Linked DNA regions of Mus musculus: region 1 is linked to region 2. A link is a contact called in public HiChIP or PLAC-seq data. All regions are on one chromosome and are shown on one strand. Each heading gives the region's core, a stretch centred on a gene start, on an enhancer-like site or on the middle of the called end of the contact. The rest is flanking DNA. Distances are from core to core; before and after follow the strand shown.

Region 1 (6,320 bases), core at 2,262-4,761, 76 kb before region 2:
TGTTTTGGGTAAGGAGCTTTTTGCATTTTGCATTTTCTTTGACTGTCATGTCAATGTTTTCTATGGTATCTTCTGCACCTGAGATTCTCTCTTCTATCTCTTGTATTCTGTTGGTGATGCTTGCATCTATGACTCCTGATCTCTTTCCTAGGTTTTCTATCTTCAGGGTTCTCTCCCTTTGTGATTTCTTTATTGTTTCTATTTCCATTTTTAAATCCTGGATGATTTTGTTTAATTCCTTCAACTGTTTGGTTGTGTTTTCCTGTAATTTTAAAAGGATTTTTGTGTTTCATCATTAAGGGCTTCTAGCTATTTACCTGTGTTCTCCTGTATTTCTTTAAGGGAGTTATTTATGCCCTTCTTACAGCCCTCTATCATCCCCATGGGATGTAACTTTAAATCAGAGTTTTGCTTTTCTGGTGTGTTGGGGTATCCAGGGATCACTGTGGTGAAAAAACTGGCTTCTGATGATGCCAAGTAGCCTTGGTTTCTGTTGCTTATGTTCTTGTCCTTGCTGGGTTTTTTGTTTGTTTGTTTGTTTTATTGTTTTTTGTTTTTTAGATATTTTCTTCATTTACATTTCAAATGCTATCCTGAAAGTCTCCTATACCCTCCCCCCACTCTACTCCCCAACCCACCCACTCCCACTTCCTGGCCTTGATATTCCCCTGTACTGGGGCATATAATCTTCGAAAGACGAAGGGCCTCTCCTCCCATTGATGGCCAACTAGGCCATCTTCTACTACATATGCAACTGGAGACACAAGCTTTAGGGGGTACTGGTTAGTTCATATTGTTCAGACCCCTTTAGCTCCTTAGGTACTTTCTGTAGCTCCTTCATTGGGGGCCCTGTGTTCCATCCAATAGATGACTGTGAGCATCCACTCCTGTATTTGCCATTGCCCTTGCCTCTTGCCATCTGGTTATCTCTGGATTTGCTGGTTTTACTGTCTCTGACTGTGGCTTGTCTCTCCTGCAAGCCCATGTGTACTCCTGGGAGACCAGCCCTCTCTCGGTGGAATTTGGATATGGAGAGCTGTGGCACAGGGTGCAGACAGACACTGGAAGGATCCTGTTCCCGGCTGTTCCTTGGTTCCTGTGTCCTGATGGCTCTAGGCAGGTCCCTCTTGGGTCATGAATTTGAGCAGAAGTGGTGGTCTTACCTGTGCTCACAGGTGTGTCTGTACTCCTGGGAGATCTCCTCTCTCCCGGCAGTATTTGGGTACAGAGCGCTGTGGCACAGGATCACCTCCCTGCAATAGAGGGAAACCGGAAGCAATTCCTCTCTTCTTAAAGACTCAGTTCTAATGTGGCCTCTTCTAAAAAGAATCTCTAAACACCTCTATTATGAGACCCTAAGGACAGCAAATAGAGGGCTTGCAAGTCACCCTCTATGTTAGTACTTGCTAACACTTGATCTAATCTCTCATATTCCATTTTCCTTGTTTTTATCTTGTTGTGGCTACATAACTGTTTTTCCCACTAAACTGTTAGGTTTCCCAGGTCAGAAATTGTCTTATTCCCGACACCATCTTTTACATGTAGTACAGATCCCAGGCAGAGAGTGTGTTCTGAGGCAGGCAGAGTACCAGGGTATAATAATTTTTTTTTTTTGGTACTTCATCCATCCTGTAGGATCCTGGACATTAGGGCTCAGCAGTTAAGAGTACATGTTGCATATTCAGGGGAACCAGAATAATAGCTGAACACCCATAAAAGCCATGTATAGTTCTATGAAGGACTGTCCCCTCAGAATGAGAAGTTGGGGTGGAGACAGGAGAATTGCTGGGAATTATTGGCTGCCAGTTTAGCCAAAAACCAAACAAAAAAGAAACTAACATTGAATTACAGGTTCAATGAATGACACTGCTTCAAAGGAGTAAGGGGGAGAGGAGAGTGGCAGACAAGAATATGGGCTTCCTGTTTTGGCTCCATGTGCATATATATACACACATGTATGCATATACCATACATGTGCACACTTCACACACACATGAACCCTATACATATACCTAACACATATATCATACACATACACATGCTTTTGCACACACAAAAGTTCAAAAGCACATACCTCTCTGTCTTCTAGAAGATTCTGCTGTTAGTTAAGCACTTGGACATTTTTTCACTAGATCTCAGATGGAGCAGAGAGAGTCCCTCTAAGGCAGACCTGGAGCGGGTGTTTCTGGGATCACAGCTCCATGCTGACTCATTCAGTATCAGCTGTAATTTTATGCTAATTGCCATTGAGCTATTTTTCTACTTCTGTTATTCCTGCTGTGTGCTTTGTTTCAAATAAGACCCTCAGAACTTGAAAAAGGATAATTTATCAGGATTTTAAGCTACTTGAGCAATATTGCATCTTATAAAGAAAGAATGGTGATTAAAGTGTTTTTTTTTTTAATACTGAATTGAAATTTTATTTAAAATGTTTCTAGGTGGGGCCAGGAGATGGCTCAGTGGATAAAACTGCTTACTCTCTATCCCAAGACTTGCCTAAGTTCAACCATGAGTTCTGATTCCTACAAGTTTCCCTCTGATCTCCACATGTACAGTGGATTGTACACACACACACACACACACACAAACAGAGAGAGAGAGAGAGACAGAGACACAGTCAGACATCTGCACAGGCTCACAGACATACACACACTGAACAAACATAATTTAAAAGATACAATCTTTTAAAAGGATGCTTCTAGAAGCACCAACAGACAGATGCACAGTCACATTCTGAAGATGAAGCTATAGCTGTCATTTGACATATGCTTTTGAAAAAATGCTTTAATAAGACTTTTAAAAATACCTTTTGGGGAACATTTATTCTGAGCTCCAGAAAGGAAAAGTTATCTTTTTTTTCCATTTCCATTTCATTTCATAGACTTCTATTTTATAAGATCCATGCTACGATAAAGACAAATTCTAGCAATTACACTTGAGAGTCTTGCTTGCAGACAGTGGGACTGAAAACGGCCACTGTGGTGTGGGAAGCCTGATGACATGCTGGAGTTAAGAAAGGCTCATCCTGCAGTAAACACACAGATCAGAATGTGAGTCAGATTTTGGCCCACTAGTTACGACTATTCCAAAAATCCACCTGACATTTCCAGAGATTTTGATTAAGGGTAGAATAATAAAAAATATAAATTATGTGAGAAAAAAAACCATACTATTTATATGACACCTAGTTGCTTAATTGCTAAATAAAAATTCTAAACAGCAAGTGACTTCTGCAAAGCTCCTGGACCCCTGCCTGGCTGGAGTCACCCTGCCCTCTCCCCCTGGACCCCTGCCTAGCTGGAGTCACCTTGCCCTCTCCCCCTGGACCCCGCCCTGGCTGGAGTCACCCTGCCCTCTCCCCCTGGACCCCTCCCTGGCTGGAGTCACCCTGCCCTCTCCCCCTGGACCCCGCCCTGGCTGGATTCGCCTGGCCCTCTCCCCCTGGACCCCGCCCTGGCTGGATTCACCCTGCCCTCTCCCCCTGGACCCCGCCCTGGCTGCAGTCACCCTGCCCTCTCCCCCTGGACCCCGCCCTGGCTGGATTCGCCTGGCCCTCTTCATCAGCAGTTGTTACATGGGGCAATAGCTGATTCTAGGTGACTTCTCTCACAGCTTTCTTAAGGGCGGGCACCTGCCTTTGCCTTTTATACCATAACTTGGCTTGGTGCCTCGCACAGCGCCAGCTCTTACTAAACATTTAATGGAAGACTATGAGAGACATTAATAGACTCTATTAAAAGAGAAGCCCAGCAGAGCTAACTTCACTTCCGCTTTCTGAGAGCGAAGCCTCTTCAGAACAGACTGTGTTCTTCAGGAAGCACTGGAATAAACTAGAACCCTCTCCATAAGCTACTGTTGTCTGAGTATTAAAGGCCTTTCTCCTGGCTATAAACAGCATTTATGGAAAAAAAGATTCTGAGAAAAACCAAAGAACATAAAGAAAATAATCCCAGGGCTGGAGAGATGGCTGCACTTGCAGCCAAGAACCCAAGTTGACTTCCCAGCAACCACGTGCTTTAACTCCAGCTTCGGGATGTGGCACCCTCTAGTGTCCTCCTCAGGCAACTGCAGTCAGGTGCACACATTTTTGTTGTTTCCGCCATCTTACCATTAACATTTTGGTGTACTTTTAATGCTTATCTATAAAATGGAAATGTAATTTTATCAGTTTCGCGTCAGGATTATATTATCCTTAAGAATTTTCAGCCTTATCAAGTTTTTCTCAAAAAGTTTAATTCCAAGATTAAAACTTAAAAGGAATTAATATCTTCTTTTAAATGGCTGGATAGTATTTTAATCTTGTGGGATACTATAGAATAATGTAGTTTTCAGTGAATAATGCTTGGTAATCTTTTTATATAATCTTTCTAGACTTCATGTGGAGACATACATTTACCTTCCAGTTTCATTCATTTGCTTTCCACTGGTCCAAATTAGAGGCTGGGATAGAATCTAAGACACATAATTCCAGGTAACAGAGATGAAATATTCTGAGGTTTATGTAATTTGTTAGACTTCCTGTTAGAAAGGCTGTATCCTTTTATTCTCCCACCAGCAGTAGAGAGGAGCAGGAGAGAATATCCCGTTTGCAGTGGCCCACCTGATAGATACTCCATCATTATCTGATGGGAGTGAAATGCATTGTGAAAGGATGCTCCCAGTGACTCTAGGCTCTAAAGTCCTTCCTCACCAATAAGCTAATGGTGAAATGGCTGCTTAGGGAGACCTGGACATTCACCTTCTGGTCATTACAGTAGTGTGATTCATCCAAGCCAGTTTTGGAGATCTGCTTCCCCTTAGTCAATAAAATATATACCCACCTTAGTGGGCTTCATGGTGATCTGGGGCAGGCCCGCCTCAGAAGAACCCAGGAAAGCCTTTTAAAAATGATGTTAGGGGGTCACACCGCGCTTTGTACCGTCCTCCGGTCCACGCTCGCAGTCTCTTCGCCACCATGCCTATGTCCATCGTGAACACCAATGTTCCCCACGCCTCCGTGCCAGAGGGGTTTCTGTCGGAGCTCACCCAGCAGCTGGCGCAGGCCACCGGCAAGCCCGCACAGTACATCGCAGTGCACGTGGTCCCGGACCAGCTCATGACTTTTAGCGGCACGAACGATCCCTGCACCCTCTGCAGCCTGCACAGCATCGGCAAGATCGGTGGTGCCCAGAACCGCAACTACAGCAAGCTGCTGTGTGGCCTGCTGTCCGGTCGCCTGCACATCAGCCCGGACCGGGTCTACATCAACTATTACGACATGAACGCTGCCAACGTGGGCTGGAACAGTTCCACCTTCGCTTGAGTCCTGGCCCCACTTACCTGCACCGCTGTTCTTCGAGCCTCGCTCCACGCAGTGTTCTGTGTTTATCCACCGGTAGCGATGCCCACCTTCCGGCCGGGAGAAATAAATGGTTTATAAGAGAAAAAAAATGATGTTAGACTAAAAGCTAAGGCCTCTTACATTGTTGGCTATTCTCCCAGTGTCTGGGACACAGCCGGTAGTCAACACTGAAGGACAAAGTTATATATTCATGATATGGATTGGATCTAAAATATCTCTGAGAAGCTCTTGTGTTGAAGGCTTGGTTCCAATGCATCAAATGTCTCAAGGTGAGGTTTTTGAGCTTCCAGGACTAGGAGGCATTCATCTTCATGAATGAATTAATCACTCATGGCTTCACATCTTCATGGGAGATAGCAGAAACTCTAGAAGGTGAGACTTGGTTAGAGGCAGGACATGAAGGACATGACTTGAAGGGTATTTTTTGTCCTTGGCCTTTCCTGTTATTATGAAGTGAGTTTTTTCCCATCACACATAGCTCCACGATGTCCTGTGTCTACAGAGGTCTAAAACAGTGGAGCCAGTGAGCCATGGGGTCCAAATTCTAAAACTAAGCCAAAATAAACTTCTCTTCTTAACTTGATGTCTCATATTTTATCAGTGGTAGGATGCTTATAGACAAGCAAAGCTGATGTGTTACTTAATGTTGAATTTTACTGATGACAAAGTCCTAGGCTGATTAGCTACTTGCATTTCCAGTCCACCATTTTACCCTCATGCCCTTTTGTGATTCAGCCAAACAATGTGATGACTTGTTACTAATTCTTTGAATACAATCTCACACCAAGACCAACACTTCATATCCAAGACTTTATCCTAAAGGAAGGAGACAGCTGTCCACAAACACACACACATGTACTGTTAATCCCAGAGGTGGGAAGAGAGAGAGAGAGAGAGAGACCAGTGATCCAAATCATCATGGCCGGGTTAATTAAAGCAAGTAACTAATTAAAGCAAGCTCTTTTATTTGTGTACACGG
Region 2 (6,994 bases), core at 2,938-5,437:
CAAGTTGACAACCAGGAATAGCCACTACGGTACAATTACACAATAAGAAGCAAATCTCACTTTGGAGCATAAAAATACAAATAGGCAAAAGTCTCTGAAAAATGGCTGGTAACTTACACTACCTTGTTTCAAGACTAGATGTGAAGTAGAGGAGTGGGGCAGTGGGTTACTAGGCGATGGTAGCAGTCAACAGATTAAATTTGAAACACATCCAGATACTGATAACTACTTGACTTATTTTTCTTGAAATGATTGTTCCTCTGGGGAGAAAACCCATTTATAGACAGAAAGACAAATCCCAGATTTGTTTAGTGACATGGACAATGGCCGGATTGCAGAATGGCTAGACAAGTCATCTTGTGGTTGGTTGGAACTTTCTACCTGTTGACTATGGGTGGTATTTAGGCAGGCGTGACTCTCAAAAATTTTTTTGCTGCCACAGTCCTTTGAGCAGAATATTGTTCTTTGCACAGAAAATATATTGCAACTACATTGATTTCTTTTAGTGGTTTTGCAGAACAGACTCACCTGATAGCCCAGGTTGGCTTGACTTCATGGTCTCCTGCTTCAGCCTACAGAGTTTTGGAATTACAGGTCTGGACCACTACACTCAGTTTCAGTGAAGATAATTTTTGAAGGTAGATATCCAGGAATAACTAATTTTATCCTCTTATTTTTTTTATAGCACATAGGAACACATAATGACCTCTTACCCAAATTCTAGGAAGTACATTTTCTTGGGGATCCTTTGAGATATTGCAAGTTATCAATAATTGCATGTTAAAAGTCATTGGAATTTTAAAATCCCAAGCAAGCCCTTATAAGGAGCAGCTTCTCCAATAACTTACAGACAAGGAAATAAAGCCAATTACCCCTTAATTTAATCCAACTGGAAACATTCAATAAATTTGAAATGATGGCTACTTACAAGAATGATTGGTTGGCTTTGAAAATAATTTAGGGCTGTAGGAATTGAGAGGAGATGCTGGAGTGAGTACAGAATCCACTTCTCTGAAGCAATATAGCACAGAGCACCCTGTTACTTACTTGTTATTCAAAACCTAAACCAATGGGTAAGAGTTCTTGAAACCTGTCCTAAATGTGAAGAATTAAGCTTACAATGTTAACTCCCTGGCAATGGGCAAAGGCGGCCCTTGGTGGTGGTGATGTTCTATGTCCGTCAAGGGCAGAACAGATCTTTGGTTTTTGTCTCCACCTGGTGTACATTTTGGTCAGTTTCATTTAATCACAAAGAGGAAAAATCTACTACCCTGGTTTGGTTTTTGTCTTTTGCTTGTTCTTTTTGTTTGTTTGTTTGTTTTTCCAGAATAAAAAAAATAGAAATAGCTAAAATAATATCTTATAGATTTTGCCAATAATTTATACACAAAAGAATTTGAAGTGGCATACACATATGGTGATTGAAAACTTTAAAAGGCAAAGCCATAGAAGAAAGAAGAAAATAAAGTACCTAAAGTAATGCAGTGACTACAACCAAAAAGTAAATAAGTTCCAAGTTTTTGCTGTTGGAGAAAAGAGGAAACAAGAACTGTGTAATTCTTTATTATTTGATCAAATATACCACACTGTTTTATTATTAAGTTTTCAGGTTAACTACAATATGCTTAATCTTTACCTTGTAGAGATATAACATACAGACACAAACTTAGAAACCTTGATGAACTATATACAAAATGAACAAAACTGTGTAGCTGCCTGCAAATCAAGGTGCAAAATACAGTTGGAATCCCCAAAGCCTGCTTTGCACACCCTCGGTATTGGTATTTCCACAACGCTAGCCACTAGCACACCCTCAGCTATAAAGCTAGCCACTATTCTTTCCTAAAGCTGTCCATTACTCTGACTTCATCATTAATTTCTGCTACACCACGGAATAATTTACTATGTACAACATCACATCTGTGGATCTCTCACATTTCTACATAAAGAAGGAGTTTGCTGCTTCTCATTATGGTATTCTAAGAACACAATAATGGATAGTTATATCTTAGTTCTAATTTTTCTGTGAGCCTTTGGGGCTCTGGTGAAAGGTGCCGCTGGGACCACTCTGGGGCACCTTTTGGGTGCATCTATTCCACAGTTCGTGTGTGTCTCATATGAGGACTGCAAAGTACTTACATTCTCTAGTAAAAGCAAAAACAAACAAAAAATCACTAGCTCTTCAAACTGGTTAACATTTACACTTTTGTTCCTGACAAGCTCTTACTATGTTGCCCCAGCTGGACAGAAACAACCCTCCTACCTAACCCTCTATGGCCAGCTTAGGTGATGCTCAACAGTAGGGAAGGAGAACCCAGTTGCTATGCGCCTTCCAACCCCTGTGACTGATGCTGGACTGTTTGCTGTTTGTTGGTTTAGCAAGCAACCACTCTAACACGTGGAAAGTAACAGCTCCTTGAAGACTGCATTCCATGGTCTGTTGAGTAACAGTTTGGGACAATGTCTCATGTGCTTGTCAGCTGTTTGGATCTCCTTTTTTGTCATGTATCCATCTGTCTATTTTTCTCCAATCTCTTGCTGAGTTGTATGCCCTCTTTACACTGATCTGTAGGAGTTCTTTATGTAATCTGGGTCCTCATTATTTGTTGGCCAATGTGTTTTGAGAAAATTTTCTTCCAGTCTGTGACTTGATTCCTCACACTCTTAATAGCTGACTTCAATCAAGAGACTCTCTTAATTTTTATGTTCTCTAACTTATCATTTTCTTATGGTTAATGCCTTTTGTTGTTTGTATAAGAAATTGTTCCTAACTTCAGGGTCATGCCATGTTCAATAGTTATCGCCTAGAAGTCTTGGTGCTTCACCTTTATGGCCATGATCCATCTTAATCTGCTTGTGGTGGTTTGAACTTGCTTGGCCTCTGGGGAGTGGTAATGTTAAGAGTGGCTTTGTTGGAGGAAGTGTGTCACTGTGTGTCACTGTGTGTCACTGTGTGTCACTGTGTGGGCTTTAGAGGGTTCCTCCCATGCTCAGGCTCCTCCCATTGCAGAAGAGGCCCTCCTCCTAGATGCCTGGAAGATAGTCTTCTCCTGACTGCCTTTGGATCAAGATGTAGAACTTTCAGCTCCTTCTCCAGCACCATGCCTAAATGCTGCCATGCTTCCTATTACGATGATAATGGACTCTCTGAGTCTGGAAGCCAGCCTCAATGAAGTGTTTGCCTTTACATGACTTACCTTGGTCATGGTGCCTCATAGCAATGGAAACCCTAAGACGCTGCTGTTTGAGTTTACTGTTCACTAGAAGTCAAGGTTCAAGTTTTTTCCAGATGAGCAACCACTTCATCTAATTCCACTGCTTAATAGTTTCTTCCCTCTATTATATCTGGTGCTCATATAGTTAGGTCAGTTTCTAGACGATTCTACTCCACTTATGTGGTTAAATGATTGCACATTTTACAGGAAATTATCAATCAAAAATGAAAGTGGTTGGCACTAGGGTACAGTAGACATATTGTGGAGGGTGTCTCCTGAATTTGTTTAATTGTTTTTTTTTTTTTTAAAAACCCTGTAGAATTATTTAACTTTATAAGATAATGCACATTTAATTTTTGTAAAATCTCAGTGCCACTTTTTTAATGACTGCAAAAAAGAGAGACGGAGGTAACCACTGCTTTGAACAAAATCTCGATTTTCAGACTCACATTTCCAATTCTGTGGGTTTGTCACCTGAAAAATCGGTGATTTTGTGAGCTGTCATAGACTATGGGTACGAAAATCCTTGTAAACTAACTACAGCTATTTAGTAACTTACAGCCCAAACTTGTGAATTTTCAACATGAATTGGTTGAGAATCATGTCCAAGTCTAGATGTGACTGGTAAAGCACTGTATGGAATGAGTGACTAGTGGGGAATTTCTGGTCCTGTTCCTGTGGCCCACCCTAACACTCACCCGGACGTGGTGACCAAATCTTTGAGGCTTCGGAGTCTTTGCTGAATCACGCATGTGACAGTTGTGTGGCCTCGGGCTCTTTTCCAAACCTTTGTGACTCTCAGCTATACAACTGAAGCATCTCTCTTGAGAAAGCTGGGGCCTTTCCGTGGGGTCTGTAGCTAAGGAATTAAGGCTCCTGCTAGCAGGTAGGCTGTTGCCTGCACCCAGGGCCTGTGGGAAATTGGCAGAGCCCTGGAGGCCCGGAGCATCTGCGGTCACTATGACAACCTCAGACGCCTTGCGTTCCAGAGCAGCCGGTGGCGGAGTTGAGAGGCCGTGGAGACCCCGGTGGCATGAGGCGGCAGGAGGCGCTGGCAGGGACAGCCTCAGAGGCGGGCCGCGAAGGGGAGCAGCCTAGGCCGGCAGGGCTGGGGTGCCGCACCCGTGCTGAGCCTGGTGGCCCCCAAGAGTCTCGCCAACAATGTGAGTTCAGCTTCACCTTCAAACCTTGGCAGTGGTGGGACCAGTGACAACAAGGCGGGGGAGGGGGGGAGACCCCAAAGTGGAGCTAGCTGGAGTACTTAAGGTTTCTGGGGGAGAACTGGAGAGCTGCTGTTTGCAGGTAAGAATAGTAGCAGAAAGCTACTGTGACAGCAGGGACAGACATGGAGGGATGGGGAACAGCTTAGGCCCTCAGGATCTCCTCGGGCCAACGTCTATGTAGGAGACTATCTTCCCTTCACCAAGAATTCCTGAGCCCAAGGGCTGGATATCATCCTCAACTGAGTTGAGTTGGTCGATAACAGCATTGCTTTTTAAAGGAACCATGAATACATTACCCCAGAGGTATGTATCTAATGGTGTTGGGGATAGAGCTTGGTGGTATACCACTTGTCTAGGACCTCCAGGACCTGGGTTCACTCCCTCCTACTTGTCTGAGATGCAGGGTAAGAACCACTCACCCCTCACAAGGCATCCTTCATTTCCCAGATCATAAAACCAAGGCGCAGAGCAGGGGGAAGGAGATGAAGTCAGCCAGGGCTGGCAAAATACTTAAAACCCTTCAACAATCACCTCCAGCAGTCCAAACCCCCAAATCACTACCTGGGTTAGAATTTCACATGCAATCTTTCTTATGTCCTCTGCCCATGGAATATGCAAACAATATTCAAATCAGTAAAGACTGTCTTGAGGCAGTTGTAACTATATTTCTAACAGGTTTGTAGCGTCCTGTACCTGATCCTTTAGCAGCTGGTGAGGGAGATGGATGAAAACACAGGGCCAAGGAGGAGTGCAAACAGCTTCCAGGGCTGCTCAGAGCCTCCTTGATTGCCTCTCTGGGGACTAACAGGAGCATCTGGCGGCTCCCGCTGCTTGCGCCCTCTTCTCTCTCTCTCTCTCTCTCTCTCTCTCTCTCTCTCTCTCTCTCTCTCTCTCTCTCTCTCTCTCTCTCTCGTGTGTGTATGTGTGTGTATGGTGTGCGCATGTATGAAGGCCAGAGGACAACTCCAGCTCTCTTTTCTCAGGTTTAAGTTTCACTGAGAAAATATGTACTACTGATCTTGAAGTTTTCGTGCAGGATAGGCTAGAATGGCTGGATGACTGGCTGTCTGGCCTGGGACTCCAGGGATCAATCTGCCACCACACCAGGCTTTTCTTATTATAAGACATAAATAATTATATTAGCCCACAGGCAACTGTGAAATAAACACAGGCAAAATGGTCAGGTGCATTATAAAAAATCAGCACCAATTGCTGTTAGAAGTCAAGAAGCCTGGCAACCCTTGTTGTAAAACAAACCCCCAGAGCGGCTCAGTTCTCAGCAGTTCTGGGCTTTGTCCTGCGCACAACTGCCTGCTGACCAACACTTAAATGTGCATGAGCAAGGGCACAGTATGTGCATTTCTTTTCCTCTTTCCTCTGTCTCCAGTCCCCCTCCCTCCTTCCCTAGCTCTTTCCTAAGGGAGGACTTTCCCCTCTCCAGCTTTTTGTCATTCTCACAAATCTCCTTCAGCAGTTTCCTGTGAATTCTCCTGTTGCCAACCTGCAGTCTGTCAAGAGACCTGCGCTTTGAGCAGGCAGCTCTTCTCTGTGATCCGTGTTATTTCTGCGATTCTCCAGAGAAAGCCTAAAGCCGTTAGTTTCAAGCAGTGCTGGCTCCTGCTCACATGACCAACCTAGGAAACAAAAACGAGAACCTTAAAGTGCCTGGTTGTAACTTTTCTGAGTCTGGGGACATATCTGAGTCCTTACCATCTGAAGTGGACCGGAGTCACGTCCGAGGCTCTTATCCTGTTTGGGCCAGTTTGTAGTCGGGACAAGTACACTCATGCTACCTGTTGGCTAACCTGGAATAAGAGGAGATGTCTGCCATGTCTTAGTGAGAGTAACATCAAATCTCAAATATGTAACAAATTTCCTTGCGTTCTTCTGGGGTTGAATTGTGACAGGAGCCCCTTGTTCTCTAGTGCTGACAGACATACCCAGCTGTAGCAGTGTGGTATCCAAGCATACATCTGCTTTCCACCTCTTATACCACTCTCCATTCAGCATCCAATCACTGAGACAGAAAGACTTCTGCCTTTATGAATTGATGGTGGTTTTAAAAAGACAGACACTAAATCCTCAGTTACACAATAATTGGATGCGGATATGCAAATGAAGAGACAATAAATGAAACAAAAGAGGAAAGAAAGGTTACAAGGCAAAAAAGACCGTTGTAGAGATGCTTCCCCAGGGAACTGATACTCAATAAAGCTGGCGCTTATAATTCGAGTGGCAGTTACTTAGGCAGAAGCTCAGAGAGAGACTGGTCATGCAAAGGTGAGATTAGAGGGGAGGGAGGACCAGGGTGGAAGACTGAGCATGGAGAAGCGTATAGGGAGGTGAATCTGAAGATTTGGCCCAGGCCAGGAAGCACACAGCTTCTTCTGCCCTCTTACGGTTCTGATCTCTGGGAAGAATAGAAAGAATGCAACAAGGTACTGAGCACAAACATTAGCCCTGGGCTGGAGCAACAGGGAGAGACGGGGCCATCCTCACAGGCCGGGGAAAGGTCCTAAGTCTTCGAGTGTGTGTGTGTGCGCGAGTGTGTTCACG

What was found. HiChIP or PLAC-seq counts read pairs in DNA pulled down with a chosen protein or histone mark.
Region 1: a contact with region 2 is called in an H3K27ac HiChIP or PLAC-seq map of embryonic stem cells, with 5 read pairs. The contact joins the enhancer-like site here to the promoter of 1700012B09Rik in region 2. A contact is called at or near these places in 8 of 39 promoter capture datasets (the 3T3-L1 cell line, HPC-7-derived erythroid cells, macrophages and 4 more), 1 of 484 Hi-C or Micro-C datasets (CD4 T cells), 1 of 115 datasets of contacts at active chromatin or transcription factors (embryonic stem cells) and 3 of 9 other capture datasets (adipose tissue, liver and pancreatic islet).

Annotation. Positions count from the first base shown.
Region 1 is chr9:14,844,347-14,850,666 of GRCm38.p6, reverse strand. It overlaps the pseudogene Gm16379. Among named protein-coding and RNA genes, the nearest start is that of Gpr83, 13 kb to the left of the region's middle. Within about 2 kb of position 3,511, at least 9 of the 459 cell types and tissues checked have an H3K27ac peak or open chromatin away from gene starts, as enhancers often do. A contact at or near this core is called in embryonic stem cells, where this site is marked.
Region 2 is chr9:14,768,223-14,775,216 of GRCm38.p6, reverse strand. It overlaps 1700012B09Rik (RIKEN cDNA 1700012B09 gene), which reads left to right and starts at 4,187. Exons shown (of 4, transcript NM_029306.3): 1 at 4,187-4,378. The coding sequence starts at 4,249.